2 separate regions of the Ovis aries genome follow, and region 2 is linked to region 1. Evidence: chromatin contacts called from public Hi-C data. All regions are on one chromosome and are shown on one strand. Each heading gives the region's core, a stretch centred on a gene start, on an enhancer-like site or on the middle of the called end of the contact. The rest is flanking DNA. Distances are from core to core; before and after follow the strand shown. Region 1 has its middle 160 kb from the start of TRNAR-CCU. Region 2 overlaps ETS1 (ETS proto-oncogene 1, transcription factor).

Region 1 (4,450 bases), core at 1,560-4,059:
ATCTTCCTGTTCCAAATATAGCTTGAAAGGCCCTTTGGGTTTCCTTTGGCCTCAACCTTCCTGATTCCATTGTTGTCAGTCTATGGCCTCTGACATTCTACCATCCCTGGTTTTGCACCCCTCTGTTTCATTGTTGGTGTGCATACTTTTAAAATGCAGATTTCTTATAAAGTGATGTACACAGGCATGTTGAGTTTGTTCAATATCTCTCTTGTTAATTATCCCCAGATCATTCCCCTAAAGGGAGCTTCCTGATATTTGTGACCTTTTTCCAAAACTAAAATTTCAGGCAGAGATATCACATCTGATTGCTAAAGGTTTTGGAATAAAATCCAGTAGAGAAAGAAAATGGGAAATATGATTATTTTTAATTCGAAACAGTTTCCTTAAAGACATGCCAGTGAGCAGTACAAAAATATGTCTTTCGTTGTATAACAACGATCACTGAAAGAAGAAGGACTTTATGGGCTTATTTTCTCCGAGACATGTGGGAATCTTCCCAGTTCACAGGTGGAAACCTGTGTCTCCTGCACTGGCAGATGGACTCTTCACCGCTAAGCCACCAGGGATATCCATGACCGACTATTCTTTTATTAATCTGGGACACAGCTCTGCACAGAAGCACAGATAGGTGATTGTCAGGGAATCATGACTCTACGGAATTCTATGAGCTTTTTCAGGTCACTTATTTCTGATTGCATTGGCAAGTGGATTGCCTTCTGACTCCTAACTAGTTTTCTCATGCAGGGAGAACTGTTTATTTTGAGGATGCTTGTCAACTTCTCCTCAAGCATGTGTCCACAAATCAGTTTGATTAAAAGCAAAATAATGATATAGTGACTATTTTGTTTAGAAATATTTGGTATTCTAAACAAATAAAATAAAGCTTTGATTATTGGGAATGTCCATTGTCTCAGGCTATTCAAAGAGCAGTGGATGAATAATTTATTTTTTCTGTGTGCCTCCATCTTTGTCTTCCTTCAATAAGAGCTCAGTTTAAAACAATAGACTTCTCTGAGTATAACAAATTTATACTGATGTTAATGTTTAGAGAGCTTATTCCTACATTTTCCCTTATTCCAACATTTTCTGTTTCTAATATAAACTCAATAACACTTGTAGTAATGTGCTTTTCTGAATATTGGAGGATTTCATGATGCATTTGATCATCCTATAGGACACTGAATTTGTCATAGCATCCAAAATTTCAGTGTCACATGAATTCAACATAAAACCTTAAGCAGAATTTAGTGGGTTAATGCTATGTTTTCTAATGGAAACACAGTAACTCATGAAATAATTTCCAACCCTCCGCCAAGATTCCAACCTAAATTAAATTTCTTTGATCAGATATAGCATTCCCCTCCTTTTAAGCTCATGGAAAGGAGGTGAGTATCTGGGTTACACTAACTCAGAGAGCATTGAGGTGTTTATGTGAAAGTAAAAGTCAGTGGACCTCATAGATACAGAGACGACACACATACACAAGTATACGTATTGAATACACACATACATCTATGGGTAGTTATAGAGCTGTGATTTGTTGTTGTTTAGTAGCTAAGTCATGTCCTACTCTTTGTGACCCCATGTACTGTAGCCCACCAGGCTCCTCTGTCCATGGGACATTCCAGGCAAGAATACTGGAGTGGGTTGTGATTTCCTTCTCCAGGGGTCTTCCCAACCCAGGGATCGAACCTGAGTCTCCTGCATTGGCAGGCGGATTCTTTACCACTGAATCACCTGGGTAGCTCCTATAGCTATATATATACATTATTTTTTATAGCTATATTATAAAAATATAAATATTTTTATCTATTACACTTATAATTATAAAAAATAAATATTTTCTATATACTCTATTGGAGTATAGTTGTTTACAATGTTGGGTTAGATTCTGCTGTGCAGCAAAGTGAATCAACCATGTGTATGCACATACGCCCTCTTTTTTGGATTTCCTTCCCATCTGGATCGCCACAGAACATTGAGCAGAGTTAAGCAACTGAGGAGCAATCATCTCTCAGAGCATGTGAGCCTCCTGAGAACACTAACAGGCAGTGCTATTGGGGTGGTCCATGGAAGAAAGGGGTAAAAATTGTTTGGTCTTTGTCAAATTATTACCTGGCTTTTAGGTATCATGGGCTTCCCTGGTGGTTCAGAAGGTAAAGTAAAGTGTCTGCTTGCGATGCGGGAGACTCAGGTTTGATCCTGGGGTCGGGAAGATCCCCTGGAGAAGGAAATGGCAACCTACTCCAGTACTCTTGCCTGGAAAAGTCCATTGACAGGGGAGCCTGGTGGGCTACAGTTCATGGGGTCGCAAAGAGTTGGACGTGACTGAGCAACTTCACTTTCCTTTTCTTTTTAGGTGTCACTGAAAAGCATTCAAGAACCACCTCCTTTCTCCCATAACCCTAAGGAGGTAAGAGAACGGAGGGAGGAGCATCACGCCTGTTAAAGGAAGCAAGAGATCGAAGAGGAGAGGGAGAGGAAACTGAGGTCATCCCCATCTCCCCGGTGGGGGGCTTACGGAGGGTCACTGAGGGAAGAAAGGCTAATGAGACCACTGAAATACAGAGAGAAAAAGCGCAATCGGAGACAAGGAGTGAACCTCTTCCCTCACTAAGCTTAGTATACATCAAATAACCTTTCTGTTACTGTGTTGAATGATCTGTTTATGGTCTCATTGGCAACAAGCTGGCCTCACAATGAATCATCAGTCTGACTCACGGAGGTGATCCCCAAAGTGAGGCAACAATTGCTTCTAGGTAATGGATTTTCCTATAACATTTCTTAATTCCTTTAAGGCTCCTAACCTCTAAAGCTGGCTTCATGTCTCATGATGCAGATCTGACAATGCCTCGGTTTTGTGTTGCTTCATCAAATGTCTACTATTAATTTTTAGTCATTCTTTTGGTTTGAGGCATGGAGAGTTCTTAAATAGATGCATACTATTTTTTTTTTTTTTTTGAGGGGCTGCCCTGTGTCTTCCTTGCAGCTCACTGGCTCTTGAGTTCAACGACTTAGTAGCTATGGCTTAGTTGCCCTGCAGCATATGGAATCTTAGTTCCCAGACGAGGAAACAAACCCATGTCCCCTGCATTGGAAGGCAGATTCTCAGCCATTGGACCACCAGGGAAATCCCTAGATGCATACCATACTAATAGAACTGGTCAAGTTCTATTCAGTCTTTTTATGGGTGAGAGGACACTGTCCCAACTGACAAGCAACTTATCATGACTTAGTTTAGCAGATCTAAGGTGCAAGATAATTGACCAAGTCTAACTGAGTTCAGTTCAGTCGCTCAGCCGTGTCCAACTCTTTGTGACCCCATGGACTGCAGTATGCCAGGCTTCCCTGTTCATCACCAACTTTTGCAGCTTGCTCAAACTCATGTCCATTGAGTCAGTGATGCCATCCAACTGAGTAGGTGAGCTTAACAGCAAGAAGGGTGGCCAGTAACAGGGTAGGTTTCACTGTGGAGCCTGATACTCTGCCCAGGAGACCCAACCCTAGTGTGCCACCACCTACAGGGGGTTGGGGGCAGCCAACCAAATGCATGGGAAGTCTCCATGAACCAAGTTTACATAGAATTGGAAGGAGCATAAGACACCTCTGCTCTAGCTCCACAGATTTTAAATGAAAAATAATGAAGGCTGAGAGAAATAATGTCTTGCTTATGGTCATACAGGTTGACAAGGTCAGAACCAGAACTTCCTTGTCCTGACCCTCTGTCCAGATTTCTCTATACAGTGCCTCACTGCCTTCCTTCTCTCTGTGGGGATGCCCAGCGATCTAAATATTAGTCTGTGGATCTCAAAAACATTGTTTGGTGACTGTGAGCAATAACCATGGTATTTTTTTAAAACTATAATCATAGGTACTATTTTCCTCTTTGGTCAAAATTCAGAGACTGACAGAGAATTGCACAGTGGTCTTTTTTTTTTTTTTAATCAGTTTTTGGTGACACCCCTTAGCTTGTGGGATCTTAGTTCCCTGACCAAGGATTGAACCCTTTCCACTGGAAGACAGAGTCTTACTCACTGGACCACCAGGGAAGTCCCAGTCTTGGGTTTCTTTATGTCTCTAATCAACTTAAATCATCTTAGAACTCAGAGTGACCCACATAGGGGAAAGGAGCTGTGGAAAGTTCACCTCTAGAGTCAGTTTGGTAGATGAAGATTAGATTGAACTTGAGCTTAGTTCATTCTCATGAACTAGTTTTTCTGCTTGAACAGGTGCTTTGATTCTTTTTGGGGGGAATGGGGCGTTATCAGGGTGGCTGAACAGCTGACTGGCTCATGCTATCTAAGGTGCCTAAAAATATTATTTCCTTTGAACAAGAGAAAAAAAAAGAATGATATGAAGTACAGATCCTTTATTCTTGCATTTCCTATCACTGGCACGAAAGCCAGTAATCACTACCCATGGGGCATATATTCTGTAATGTAAGATG
Region 2 (4,211 bases), core at 1,248-3,747, 210 kb before region 1:
AGACATGATTTCAGATATTATAGAACTCTTCCTAAAATGAGAGTAAATTAGGTTTCAGAGAAAAGGGAACAGAAGCCCAGAAATGTTAGGTGACACATTATTATTACTATTATTATTATTTTTGAGTTTAAGCGTCCTGAAATTTTCTAATTCAAATATACAGAAGCTTACCCAGGTTCCTGCCAGTCCTATAATCTACTTTTCTGCCAAATATTTGAAATGATGCTGCAGATCACTCAACAGGAGAACTAGCTTGACTCTTCTGATGGATAAACTGGAAAGAGTTACAGACAGGAAAAGAGCAGGAGGGAGTCTTTCCAAGTGGCTGGCCTCGCAGTGATGTCTGCTCAGTGCTGACCCCGCTCTCTGTCCTGAGGCCATGGCCTCGTGGGCCTCACACTGTCAGCTCCTTCGAGTGTCCAGGCTCCCACTTCCTCCCAGCAGGCCTGCGGAGGGAAAGTCCCAGCAGAATCGGAGCCTGTAATCTGCCTCCTTGGGGCCACGGGGTGTTTGTGTTTCAGACAGAAGGGGATGGGTGGGACCAGCGTTACCTTCCCCTTCTTTATTTTTGGATGCAGGTCTATTTAAATACTTACACTCACATGTGTACCTTTTTTCTCAGGCGGGTCACAGCAACAGAACGCCTGTCTTTCTCACGGGGTTTTCTGTGAGTGTGCAGTGAGGCTGTGCACGCTCGTGCGTGCGTGTGTGTGTGTGTGTGTTGGGGGGGCCCAGTGTGCTGTCACTTCGGGCAGGACTGTTGCCGTTTGTTTTCCACTTGCGTCTGGCTTTGCTTTGTGTAACTGGCCTCTTCCCTCTCCTTCTCTTGGTTCCTGCGACCCCAGAAGAATGATGGTGGGCCACACGGTGAACTGCGCAGAGAAACAGGAAGGCTTGCTCTCTGGCCTCGTTCTCCTTTGCTCACACCAAGCATCTCACCACACAAACTTGGGGGCAGACTGTTTTGTTCACGGTTGCTTTTTTACGAGTGAGAAGTGCTGCAAACAGGACGTATTCCAGTGGGGTGATTGACTCTGCCATGGCAGGGTTGGGGTAGACTGAAAGCATCACTGTTAGTTGAAGATGATGAACAATAATCGCAGTGTTCCCAGACTGCATTAGGGTAGACAGTGTGTTTCTATTCCACTTCCTTGGACTCAGAGAGCTGTCTTCTTTGTGCTGGTCTGTTGAGTGGGCTGCCATGGGGCTCCCCCACCTCTTGCTTTGGGTGCCCTGAGGTCTGTGTGGTGGGGTCAGGGAGCTTTGCAAGGACCTCGCCAAGATGTTTCTCAGGAAAGCCAGTCGATGGATGTCTTAGAGGACATGAGCTTCCCCGCCCCTGAACACAGTAGCCTAACTGAGCGACTCATCTAGTTGGAACCAACCCATTTTGGGAGAAAAATACCCGTAAATGAAGGTTCCCAGCTCTAGGATTGTGAAAGAGAGCTGAAATGAAAGCAGCCTCCTGCTATAAACCACAGCTCTCAACAGAGTTGCATTTGGCTTATGTTTGAGAGGCTGCCAGGGGGCGGTTATAGCCTCGTTCAGTGTCCCTGCTTACTGGGGTTCCTTGGAACCTCAGCTGTCCAGCGAGTGGAAATTCCAGTCTCCACGCCCTCCCAGTATAAAAATGACTGACGGAATCATCTCAGGGACTTCTGAGTGTAAATGCAAGGGACTTGTTGGGGTGTCCTCATGAAAATATAAACTCTTTCTTAGGCTTTTGGTATGTTTAAGATGGACAGCTGGAATGGGCAAACACCTTTTTATGGGAGGCCACAAAATTTCCTGTTCTGTTGAAAAGAGGCTGCTGCGTTCTTGGTTGGGGTCTGTTTTCTTGAGACTTTTAATGTGAATTTCTGGAAGGGACAGTCCCTTCTTTTTAAAGTTTTTTTATTTACAACATTTTGGGGAGTGTAGTGTTTTATAATGTTGTGTGAGTTGCAGGTGTACAGCAAAGAGAATCAGTTTATATATACATATATCCACTCTTATTCTTTTCCCATGTAGGTCGTTACAGAGTATTAACTAGATGGTAATAATGATAATAATAAAAAGTTGCAAATGTGACCGTGGACTTGGCAGATGGGGCCGACAGCTCCAAGGCTTTCTGGGGATTGCTGTTCTTTGAATGAGTGGTTGGAAGAACGAATGAGACGAAGCAGATAACTAACTGTATTTTTGTTCCAAGCAGTGTTGGAAGGGATAAGAGGCTCAGGAAATTTACAAGAGTAGATAATGCAGAAATTACATATTTAACTTCTTTTATCTGGGGTTAAAAATCTTTTTTGGAAGCGATATATCTTCCTTCCTAATTACTGTATATTTAATGTTGGTTTGGACACCAACATTAAATATTTGAATTTCATTGTCTTAACGAATTTCCTCTGTTGTGAAGGGGAGGATACACCAGAAACTCACTAGCGTTACTTTGTATATACCAACTTTCCTCTGGGATTTAGACGTCAGAGTAGGCCGGCCAGGCTTGACTCGCAGGTATTTCTGCCTGCACGTCTGTCACAGTCTCTGGCCTCTTGACTTTGCTGGACTCAATCAGCCATTTAATCTCCCGTGATTTAATTGAGGTTGCCTGGAAAGTATCTGGAAATAAAACATAAGAAGTATTCCTGTGAGCCTTTTCAGCAGTTAGCTGCATTTGGTTCTGTCCCCTCCCCCACCCCCCGTTTTCAGCCTCCTTTTAAATGGCATTTTTTGCCAATGGAAATTTCTCTAGGAGCTATTGTGCAATCATAGCAGCTGTTTATAACCTGGTTTGGAAAATTAATGAACTTGCATGATCTTGTGGTCAGTTAAGAATGCCTTAAGCAACTCACAGAGTAAAGGATTTCTGCTATTGCTACGGACCTTAACTCTTTAATCAACTTCTTTGTTTTTTTTTTAATTGCCTTCGTTTCCCTAATAAAGCGCAAATTTCAAGTACAGATAGTGCTTGGTAAAGAATATGGATTTCTATTTAGAAGAATGATAATGTTTTCTTTTTTAACCTCCTGGCAAAAAAAAAAAAAAACATCTCATGGCTTCTTTTTCTATTTGAGAAGGCATAGAGGCGGTACGATGTACATTTCAAAGAGTGTTTGGAAAAAAGGCTAAAAAATAGTGTTTTAGTTCCAAGGTCAAGGAAGGTCAATCCTCTCCTAGTGTAATGGAATTTTTTTTTTCTTATGACCAAAATATTTTGCCAAATGGGGCCTTTTGAAATCATCTTCTTGGCTTGAGTTAGGGTAGAGGGTGAGTTGAGCCTGATGCAGCTCAGATTTCTTCATCCACTCATTGGGTCTAACTCATCGGCCAGAAATCTCGTCATAACAGACGTGTTTCTCAGCCTGTAGGTTTCTGGTTGTGGAATTCTTGTTGTTCCAAACACTGCTGTCTCCCCCTGGCAGAGATGAGTAGCAACACCCGGCTCTGAGTCTTGGCCCCAGGGTCTCTGGAGCAAGATCGGACCATGCAGGGGCCTCTCAGGCTGGGTCCAGGCAGCCCCTCTTCCCTGGAGCAAATGCACGCACCTCCATCCCCGCCGGCCGCTCCCTCTCTCTATCCCTCCTGCACATCCTCACCGAGAGGGTTTCACAGTGTCTCTTCCCATCCCTCCTCCCCGCCCTCCTCCTGCCTCCTCCTCCTCCTCCAGGTAAGCTCGGGGGCCAGGACTCCTTCGAGAGCATAGAGAGCTACGACAGCTGTGACCGCCTCACCCAGTCCTGGAGCAGCCAGTCGTCTTTCAACAGCCTGCAGCGCGTCCCCTCCTACGACAGCTTCGACTCCGAGGACTATCCAGCCGCCTTGCCCAACCACAAGCCCAAGGGCACCTTCAAGGACTATGTGCGTGACCGCGCTGACCTCAATAAGGACAAGCCCGTCATTCCTGCTGCGGCCCTGGCCGGCTACACAGGTAGGACGCCTGGCCTCCTCCCGCCCTCTGGGGTGGGCTCCTTGGACACTTCTGTGCTGTCCCCAGCCCCTAAGGTTACCCCCTTTCTAGGGGACAACTAGACTCTGAGAGGTTGGGTTAGCCTCTCAGGTCACTCTGCAGATAGCCATAGGGTTTTGGAAGCAAATTGTATCATTCTGTTTCAGGGGATTCTTTCCAAGAGTAGCAGGAAAACTGATATTTTGAATCTGTAACTAGGGGAAGGGAGTTCTGTCCATCTGGTACTTCTGGAAATTCTGCCTTCCCGGCCTAGCATCAAGGG

Evidence for each region. Hi-C and Micro-C count contacts between places; a contact is called where the count stands out from the background.
Region 2: a Hi-C map of skin fibroblasts shows a contact between it and region 1, with 2.3 times the contacts expected there. The contact joins two enhancer-like sites. A contact is called at or near these places in 2 of 16 Hi-C or Micro-C datasets (blood and skin fibroblasts).

What each region holds. Positions count from the first base shown.
Region 1 is chr21:29,070,965-29,075,414 of ARS-UI_Ramb_v3.0, reverse strand. No RefSeq gene overlaps it. Among named protein-coding and RNA genes, the nearest start is that of TRNAR-CCU, 160 kb to the left of the region's middle. Within about 2 kb of position 2,809, at least 8 of the 54 cell types and tissues checked have an H3K27ac peak or open chromatin away from gene starts, as enhancers often do.
Region 2 is chr21:29,277,182-29,281,392 of ARS-UI_Ramb_v3.0, reverse strand. ETS1 (ETS proto-oncogene 1, transcription factor) reads left to right here. Exons shown (of 9, transcript XM_060404263.1): 7 at 3,650-3,910. Among named protein-coding and RNA genes, the nearest start is that of TRNAR-CCU, 45 kb to the right of the region's middle. Within about 2 kb of position 2,497, at least 12 of the 54 cell types and tissues checked have an H3K27ac peak or open chromatin away from gene starts, as enhancers often do.